Regions from separate parts of the Sus scrofa genome. Here region 2 is linked to region 1. A link is a contact called in public Hi-C data. All regions are on one chromosome and are shown on one strand. Each heading gives the region's core, a stretch centred on a gene start, on an enhancer-like site or on the middle of the called end of the contact. The rest is flanking DNA. Distances are from core to core; before and after follow the strand shown.

Evidence for each region. A called contact is a pair of places that touch in the nucleus more often than the background predicts.
Region 2: a contact with region 1 is called in a Hi-C map of liver, with 4 times the contacts expected there. The contact joins two enhancer-like sites. A contact is called at or near these places in 1 of 5 promoter capture datasets (liver), 4 of 47 Hi-C or Micro-C datasets (embryonic fibroblasts, epiblast stem cells and liver) and 1 of 2 datasets of contacts at active chromatin or transcription factors (alveolar macrophages).

Annotation. Positions count from the first base shown.
Region 1 is chr12:51,672,282-51,677,003 of Sscrofa11.1, reverse strand. All of the region lies in intron 3 of RABEP1 (rab GTPase-binding effector protein 1), which reads left to right. Among named protein-coding and RNA genes, the nearest start is that of SCIMP, 98 kb to the left of the region's middle. Within about 2 kb of position 2,498, at least 19 of the 83 cell types and tissues checked have an H3K27ac peak or open chromatin away from gene starts, as enhancers often do. A contact at or near this core is called in liver, where this site is marked.
Region 2 is chr12:51,736,303-51,741,392 of Sscrofa11.1, reverse strand. All of the region lies in intron 2 of RABEP1 (rab GTPase-binding effector protein 1), which reads left to right. Among named protein-coding and RNA genes, the nearest start is that of SCIMP, 34 kb to the left of the region's middle. Within about 2 kb of position 1,417, at least 2 of the 83 cell types and tissues checked have an H3K27ac peak or open chromatin away from gene starts, as enhancers often do. A contact at or near this core is called in liver, where this site is marked.

The DNA.
Region 1 (4,722 bases), core at 1,249-3,748:
TTACTGACTTTTATATGTTAAATTGTCCCTCTGGCTTCACATTACAGAGGAGTTTTTATACAGTAAGGCAGTGAACTCAGAATGGGTGAAAGCCTTTCATTTGTTAAGTGGGAGAAGAGTGTTAAAAGGGAGTGGGAGTTCCCGATGTGGCACAGTGGGTTAAAGGATTCAGCGGTCTGCAGCTGTGGCTTGGATTTGATCCCTGGCCTGGGAACTTCCATATGTTGCTGGTGCAGCCAAAAAAAAAAAAAAAAGAAAGAAAAGAAAAGGGAGGTGGGTAAACCGAATCTATGCTTAAACACCATAATGAAAGTTGGGGTCTAGGATTTGATTCTTTTAAAATAGCATGTGCCAATGACTCTCTTGGAAAATCTGCACACCTGCTGCTTGAAGACCCTGAAGTGGTGTTATTCACATGACAGGTTGTAACCCGTTGATGGATAAGAAAATTGAGTGGGCTGTATCAAGTTTTTTAAAAAGAAATAAAATGGAAGAGTGTTCCTTCGGGGCTCAGCAGTTAAAGATATGGCTTTGTCATTGCTGTGGCACAGTTCAGTTCTTGGCCTGGGAACTTCTCATGGTGGGGCGCGCCAAAAAAGAGTAAAATAACAGTACAATATTCACTTGATAAGATTAAGTAAATATAGTTGAATATGAACGTACAGAATTGTGTGATAAAATATATTTTTTGCTGTGAACTGTAGTAAAAGCAGTTTGAAAGCCACTGTTTTATAGGATGGAAGATTCCTAGGCCTCATAGAACTCAGCTTTTGGCTTGGAAGGGTTTACTGACTGTAGCATGTGTGGGATGGGATTCTGTTTTCTCCTGGGTTGCCGGAGGGCTGTTCCCTGTTAATTTTGTTCCTTCATAGGCTGACTAGGAGATGGGAAGGCTGGTGTTCTCTCTAGGCATGGTGGCACTCTGTAAGACAATGTGGAGGTTGGGGTGAAAGAGCTAAATTTTTTATCTTCAAGAAAGCATAGTCTGCTGGAGTAGATAATTATACATTTTGCACAGTTATTCGAATGTATGATGAAAGTATCATGAGAAATAAGTTCTGTCCAGTTCTTAATATGTTCCTGTGAATGTGTTAACATCTCCCATTTAAAATTTCACCTTGAATTGAGGAGATACTACTTTAAACTCTGTACAGTGTATATTCTTGTCACAATGGGTGTAATACCTTTTTTTTTTTAAAGTTATGGAGTGCTTCATGAATTTGCGTGTCATCCTTGCACAGGGGCCGTGCTAAAATTCTCTGTATTATTCCATTTTTTGTGGTTGTTAGTATATGTGCTGCTATACTACAGAAAGCACGATTGTAATACCTTTTATGTGTGTGTGTGTGTGTGTGAGAGAGAGAGATCAGGGCAGTATTTCCTCTGATGACCAGCTCACTGCGATACTGGCTGGTGGCATCCTCTTTTCACTTCTCACACTCGTAATTCTGTCACCTGATCATCTTCTCGATAGTCTTTTCGTCTTTGCTTATATGATAAATTCAGGTTTATCTTATCCAAAATTTATTTGTTCATTTGCTTTCTGATTTCTCTATCCCCAAATAAAGCCATTAGGGTTTTCTTTGTCCATATCTTTGTTTTTTAAATTATAAAACCGACTTTTCTGTAAAATCCTGAAAAAATGAAAATGACTAAGAACCTCTCATTCTGAAATATCTTATTCATTGCAGCTTGTAATGTGGATTTGTTCAGAAACATACTTGTTATGTTGAAGTTGCCTTGAATACATCTAGACTCAGTAAATAATCTGTATGTGTACTAGGAAAGACACAGATCTGAAGTTCTCAGGGAAGCTAAGCTGGCCATTGAGAACAGATGAGGCAACTTTTTACATAATTTCAAGAGGAATAATGTGATCCTTTTGGAGAGCTTTTGGTGTCATTTCTAAAGAAATTGCGCAGTGTGTAAAAGGTAAATGTTGATTTAATTTCTGGCTTGGCTTTTTGCCTATATCATAATAAGAAACAGATTCAAAGAAACAGCTTATATTACTACGTGAAGGATAAATATAGCCTTCTGTGAGTGTCACAGGTGATAACAGTAGAAAGTCATAATTTTGATGTGTTCAGCAGTCTTTGTTTTATCTTTCAGCAAAGCAGGTCAAAGTAACCCCAGAAGTCTAAACATCGGTATTTTTCCCAGAAGGACTAGCTTTTGCTTGGGTGTTGTGATAGCTGTGTTTTCATGTATTTGGAGAATAGCTGGACTGTAAGCGCAGACAGTAATGAGTGCTAACAAAAGAGATCATTACCTGTTGACTCCTCCTGCTGTCTGTGTCTGTCATGCTTTTCCTAGCTAACTTCAACGGGGAATGTTATACATATTTTTAAAAGTTTTGTTGCTTTTCTGTTGAACTTGAAAAAGAGATTAAACTTTTAACAAAAGTATTTGATTTAGCTTTCTCCTTTAACCAACTTCAGTACAACTTGGCACTGAGTCAGTGTTAGTGTTTTGGAAATCCTCAGTCTTGGGCAATGAGTAAGAGCCTGTTCCACAAGGCAGCAAACAAAAGGCCACAGAGTTTTCGGTTTGAAGCATAGTAGAAATTGAGCTCATGTTAATCATCAGAAGACAGAGACCCTTTTTAGTGGTGCTCAAAAGGATTTTGTACATGGTCATAACTTAGGTAAGGCTCTGATGCTCACTAACCAGGGCCTCAATAGTTAAAAGCTGGATTTAAGAAGGTATTTGTGGGAGTTCCTGTTGTGGCTCAGCAGTTAATGAACCCCACTAGCATCCATGAGGACACTGGTTCGATCCCTGACCTCGATCATTGGGTTAAGGATCTGGCGTTGCTGTGAGCTGTGGTGTAGGTCTCAGACGAGGCTTGGATTCTGCATTGCTGTGGCTGTGATGTAGGCTGGTGGCTACAACTCCGATTAAATCCCTAGTCTGGGAACTTCCATACGCTGTGGGTGAGGCCTTAAAAAGATGCACACACACACACACACACACACACACACACACAAAAAGACAAAAAAAGGGAGTAATTTGTGGTTCAGATGCCATAAGTTTGTGCTTAGATGTGGAAATAAAACTAGAATATATTTAAAAAATTAAACACATTAGAAATCTTGGAAACACAGTAAATAAAGAGAAATAATGTAAATAGATAGTCGAAACTATAGACAAAGAGATTTTAGTAAATTAAAAACCATATTGAGAAGTTCTCCTTCCCAGTGAGACAAAGAGAGAAATATCAATAAGCAGGTGACATGGAAGATGAATTGTCTCCAGCAAACATCTAAAAAGGATTCCAGGAGAAGGAATGGAGGCATTAGTAGAGAATATCTGAGGAGGTAATAAAAGACTTTTCAGGTATTAAGAAACAGAAATGAGGAGTTCCCATCGTGGCTCGGTGGTTAGTGAATCCGACTAGGAACCATGAGGTTGCAGGTTCAATCCCTTGCCTTGCTCAGTGGGTTAAGGATCCAGCATTGCCGTGAGCTGTGGTGTAGGTCGCAGATGAGGCTTGGATCCCGAGTTGCTGTGGCTCTGGCATAGGCCTGCGGCTATAGCTCCGTTTGGACCCCTAGCCTGGGAACCTCCATATGCCGCTGTAGCTGCCCTGGGAAAAAGAAAAACACAAAAAAACAAAGAAACAGAAATGAGTCCTCAACGTAAACACGGAGTACCAAGTAGGATAAATAATAGTAACTTCATAACCTATATTGGAAGGTAATATAAAAAGAATACATACATCTACATATATGTATAACTGAATCACCTTTCTGTACACCTGACACAACATTGTAAATCAACTACATTTCAATTAAAAAATTTTTAAAAAGTAAATTCATACTCTGATGTGTCTTAAACTGTGGAATATTAAGAATGAAAAGAAAATATTGAAAGCTGCCGGAGGGAAGCAGCAGTTATGCTGATAGGAGATACCACATAAGCAGAAGAGATGCCAGGAGACATCTCTTCAAAGTGCAGAGAAAAAGCAGTTGTCAACCTAAAATTTTATGTGTAGCTGAATTATTAATGAGTGAGAACAAAATAGATATTTCAGGCATTCAAAAACTGAGAGCATTTATCACTCAACATAAATCACCAGAAGAACTAGTAAAGATAACATTCACAAGAAGAAAAGTAAACATAGAGGAATTATGTAGGGTGTAAGAAACACCACCAACCATGAAAACCAGGAAATCTTTTAAAAAGCACACCTTGGAGTTCCCATTGTGGCTCAGTGGGTTATAAACCTGACCAGTATCCATGAGGATACGAATTCATTCCCTGGCCTCACTCAGTGGCTTAAAGATCTAGTGTTGTAAGCTGTGGTGTAGGTCACAAATGCCGCTCAGATCCTGTGTGGCTGTGGCTGTGTTGTAGTCTGGCAGCTGCAGCTCCAGTGGGAGCTGAGAGCTTCCACTTGCTGCGGGTGTGGCTCTAAAAAGACCAAAAAAAAAAAAAATTGCATGTATCTCAAAGGAAGACTCAACATATTTAAAAAGTCAAGCTGATTACCTAATGCATTTTGAAAGATTTTAAACAATGTAAGTATTTTTTAGAAGTTTGGAAACTAAGAATACATTCCTATTACTCATGAGTTAAAGCGGAAATCATAAAGGAGATTGCAGAATGCTTAGAATACAATGAAGATACTTGTAGGATGCAGCTAAAACAATACTTTGAAAGTAAGCTGATGACTTTAAAAGCATTTATTAACATATTAAAAGACATAAGAAATTGAAA
Region 2 (5,090 bases), core at 168-2,667, 65 kb before region 1:
GGTACAATTGCTAGAAACATAGACTCTATTGTAGGACTCAAATCTTGAATCTTAGTTAAAAATCAAAAGAAACTGTTGGTCACAAGGGTATTTGAGAGGAGGCTAGAAAGGAAATATATTTTTGCTAAAATTATATGAGAATGCAGGTGTTGTGCTGGTTATTGCTGTCTTAGCAAGAGAAGGAGGAAAAAACACTCTTAGGGACTAGCCAGGTGTCACCAAAGATGATTAAACTATACATGCCTGCTTCCTTGTCATCGTCATGTCAGTTTTTTTCAGTGTGTTTACTGGTATTCAGAAAGAAGGAACTAAAAATGTTCCATGAGATAATCATCTATTAGAGCACAAGAGATTTTTGTTTCGGTTTAATCTCATAGGAATGTAACCTTTAACCACAAGGCTTGGGGTAACCATAAAAGTTGTAAAATGTATTTATTATGACAGATTGTATTTGTCCATTTAGACCACAAAATCCCCTTGTTATAGGAAACCGAATTAGTTCACTTAATTTGTAAATGAACTCAATGGTTTTGCGATAATTAGTGTACTATTTTATAAATGAAATAATTTGCATTGCAGCGACATTGCTTGGGTCGAAGAGTTGCTGGGAGAGGAATTCCAGCTGTGGTGCAGTGGATTAAGGATTCTGCGTAGTCTCTGTGGCAGTGTGAGTTTGATCCCCAGCCTGGCACTGTGGGTTAAGGATCTGGCATTGCCACAGCCGTGGCATAGGGTGCAGCTGCAGCTTGGATTCAAACCCTGGCCTGGGAACGTCCATATGCTGCAGGTGCAGCCATTTAAAAAAGAAAAGAAGAGTTGCTGTGAGAGCTGGAGAACCAGGTGTGAGGTAATGTGTTGAGAACCACAATCAAAATTAAGGCACAGCACGGAGTTCCTGCTGTGGTACAAGGGGGTCGGTGGCCTCTTGGGAGCACTAGATTGCAGGTTCGATCCCCAGCCCAGCACAGTGGGTTGGGGATCCAGCGTTGCTGCAGCTGTGGCTTGTGCGATGACTGGGGCTCGGATCTGATCCTGACCCCAGAACTTCATATGCCTTGGGGAGGCTATAAATGAAAAAAAAAAATTATGGCATAGAACTAATCTGAAGAGGACACCTCTGCTGCCATCAGAGGGGTACGTGTGCAGTGACATTGCTGAGGGCCCTGGGAACTGGAGATCACCCCTGGTAGTGTTGCCACCCCTGATGCCAGAAGCTGAATGTTGCTGCCACCATCTCTACTGCTGTCAGTGATGAGGCAGTCCTTCCATTGGTCCTCTGGGTCCCACCCCCTTTCACCTTCTCAACACCTTTGCTCCTGCAATCTCCCCTTTTTCATGTTCTACTGGATCATTCCACTGGCATGGAAACCTATTCACATCCACTATCTTCATGCTATCTAAGCAAAACAGAAACCTGCTCCAAGCCCACGTCCCTGTCCAGCTCTTGCCCCACACCTCTGTCCTCTGGCCCTCATGTCACTCTTCCTCGAATCCAACTTTTTCCCAAACCACTTCGATCAGACGCTTGTCCTCACTGTTTATTTCATCAGGGTCACCAATGACCCACATCTTGCCAAAGTCTGTGTTTGTTTGCTGGGTTTTTCTGTTGGCATCTTATGGAACCCAGCAGCATATGAGACTGTTGAACACTGTCCTTTTTGAGACAATTGCTTCTTATTTGAGCTTCCAGGACTTCACCCTGCTTTTTCTTCTTCTTCTCCACCTGCTTTGTTTACCCAGGACACTCCTCCTTATCACCTCCTTTCCTTCACCTAATTTTCTTCCTCAGTGATTTCCTGTCTCTTTTCCTATTTTTTTTTAAAGCTCAAGAATATTATAGGAATTCAAAAATTCATAGCATCTGGAGTTTCCACTGCACTGGGTTTCCATCGTGGCGCAGCAGAAACGAATCTGACCAGGAACCGAGAGGTGGCGGGTTTGATCCCTGGCCTTGCTCAGTGGGTTAAGGATCCGGTGTTGCTGTGAGCTGTGGTGTAGGTTGCAGACATGGCTCGGATCTGGCGTTGCTGTAGGCCAGCAGCTACAGCTCCAATTGGACCCCTAGCCTGGGAACCTCCATATTCCACGGTTGCAGCCCTAAAAAAAAGCAAAAAAACCCACCCCAAAACACAGTATCCATCAAGATACAATTAATAATTTCCAATAAAAATTATCAGCATGCAAAGAAGCAAGATACTATAATCCATAAAAAAAGGAGAAAAATCATCAGCTAATCAAAACCAATCCAGATGAGACACAGAAGATAGACTTTGGTGTTTATATATTTTGGAGATTAATCCTCTGCCAGCCCCTTCATTGGCAAGCATTTTCTTCCATTCTGTGGGTTATCTTTTCGTTTTGTTTATGGTTTCCTTTGCTATGTAAAGACTTTTAAGTTGAATTAGGTCCCATTGGTTTATTTTTGCTTTTATTTTTATTACTCTAGGAGGTGGATCTGAGAAGATATTGCTGTGGCTTTTGTTAGAGACTGTTCAGCCTGGGTTTTCCGCTAAGGGTTTTAATAATATCGGGTCTTACATTTAGGTCTTAAATCCATTTTGAGTTTATTTTTTGTGTTTGGTGTTAGAGAATATTCTAATTCCTTTCTTTTGCATGTAGCTGTCCAATTTTCCCAGCACCATTTATTGAAGAGACAGTCTTTTTGCCATTGCATTTTTTTTTTTTATGGCCGCACCTGCGGCATATGGAAGTTCCCAGGTTGAATTGGAGCTGCAGCTACCAGCCTACCCCACAGCCACAGCTCCATTGCATATTTTTGCCTCCTTTGTCATAGATTAGTTGACCATGGGTGCATGGACCAAAAAAAAAAAGGAAAAAGAAAAGAAAAGAAAATGTTTTCCTTTTATGGGCGCACCTGAGGCATATGGAAGTTCCTGGGCTGGTTGAATCAGAACTACAGCTGCCAGCCTTCACCACAGCCACAGCAAGACTGGATCCCAGATGCATCCATGACTTACATGGCAGCTTGCAGCAACACTGGATCCTTAACCCACTGATCAAGGCCAGAGATCAAACTGCATCCTCGTGGAGATAACATCGGTTTCTTAATCTGCTGAGCCACAATGGGAACTCCCAATGTTTTTTGGTGAGAAACCTACACAGGTGATATTGTGGCTTTTTACACAATCTCATCAGGAGATTCCTCATGCTGATCACTTGGTTAGAGTGGAGATTGCTGGATCTCTTCCCTGAAAAGCTATATTTCCTGGAGTTCCGGTCGTGGCTCGGTGGTAATGAACCTAACTAGTATCCTCAAGGATGTGGGTTCAATCCCCGGCGTCACTCAGTGGGTTAAGGATCCAGCATTGCCGTGAGCTGTGGTGTAGGTCGAAGATGTGGCTCGGATCTAGCGTTGCAGTGGCTGTGACATAGGCTGGCAGCCGCAGCTCCTATTCAACCCCTAGATTGAGAACTCCCATATGCTGTAGGTGTAGCCCTAAAAGGACAAAAAACAAAAACAAAACAACAACAACAAAAAAAGAACTACACTTCCTGCTTCGTAATTAATAAGTAATCTCTGGGGTGATGCTTGGAGATCTTGTGAATATTCTATTGCCTATAAATATTTTGCACAACAGTTTAGCATCCATTGATAATACTTGCTAGAACCAACTATTACACTAGGAGTTGCAGAATAGTTGCTTTCTTTTATCCTTTCTATGATTATTAGCTGGGGTTCCTCTATAAAGAAGGGATTTTCATTTTTCTTTTTTTTTTAATTTTACTATCACTATGGGATAATGGAAAAAAAATTTTTTTTGGTCTTTTTAGGGCTGCACCTGCGGTATATGGGATTTCCCAGGCTAGGGGTCGAATCAGAGCTACAGCTGCCAGCCTACACCACAGCCACAGCAATGCCAGATCCTCAACCCACTGAGCGAGGCCAGGGATCGAACCTGCGTCCTCACACATCCTAGTCGTGTTCTTTTTTTTTTTTTTTGTCTTTTTGCCTGTGCTACGGCTGTTCCTGCGGCATATGGAGGTTCCCAGGCTAGGGGTCCAATTGGAGCTGTAGCCGCCGGCCTACGCCAGAGCCACAGCAATGCCAGATCCGAGCCTTGTCTGTGACCTATACCACAGCTCACAGCAACACCAGATCCTTAACCCACTGAGCAAGGCCAGGGATCGAACCCGCAACCTCATGGTTCCTAGTCGGATCCGTTAACCACTGGGCCACAACGGGAAATCCCCTAGTCGTGTTCGTTAACCGATGAGCCAAGAAGGGGACTCCCTAGTATTCTTTTAAAAATTGCTTTTTTATTTTTCATAGTTGTTTTCTACATTCCCCACACTGTACATTTCATACCCATGACTCATTTACTTTGTAACTGGAAGTTTGTACCTCTTAATCTCCCTCCCCTGTTTCTTTCCTCCCCTCACCCTGTCTTTAGCCCTCTTAGTTTTCTTTCCTTCCTGGCACAAAATATATCACAGGCTCACCTTCTTCTTTCCCTGTCCTTGCCCGGGAATCATCCATTTCTCCAAGAATTCCATGTTTTGTTTTTGTTTTTGTTTTTAAATAGGGCCTAATGTTTAGAAACAAGAACTTGGTGTTTATTGCTGCTAGAGTATCATTGTTTCCAAGCCCTTTCAGTTGACACAGCACAAGTCATGAACTTTTAAAAATATATATGCATTTCGAGTTTCTGCTGTGGCACAATGGGATTGATAGTGTCTCTGCAGCAGCAGGGATGTGGGTTCGATCCCCGGCCCAGTGCAGTGGGTTAAGGATCTGGGCACTGCCGCACCTGTGGTCTTGGCTGCAACTCCTGCTTGGATTCAGTCCCTGGCCAGGGAACTCTATGTGCTTTGGGGCAGCCAAAAGAGAAAAAGAAAGTCAATGTATTTGTGCATTTGTTCTATCTTATAATATATCCAAAGTCGTCTGAGGATTACTCCCTATATAGTCATTTTTATTAGTCTGTGGTTTATCCTTTCCTTCTGTGGAAAAAAAAAATGAATACAGATAGAAGCACTTCCAGAATGGCATAATAAAGGTCTCTGAAAAAATCTACTCCTCCATAAAAGCAACAAAAACACAGACAGGAGTGCCTGTTGTGGCTCAGCAG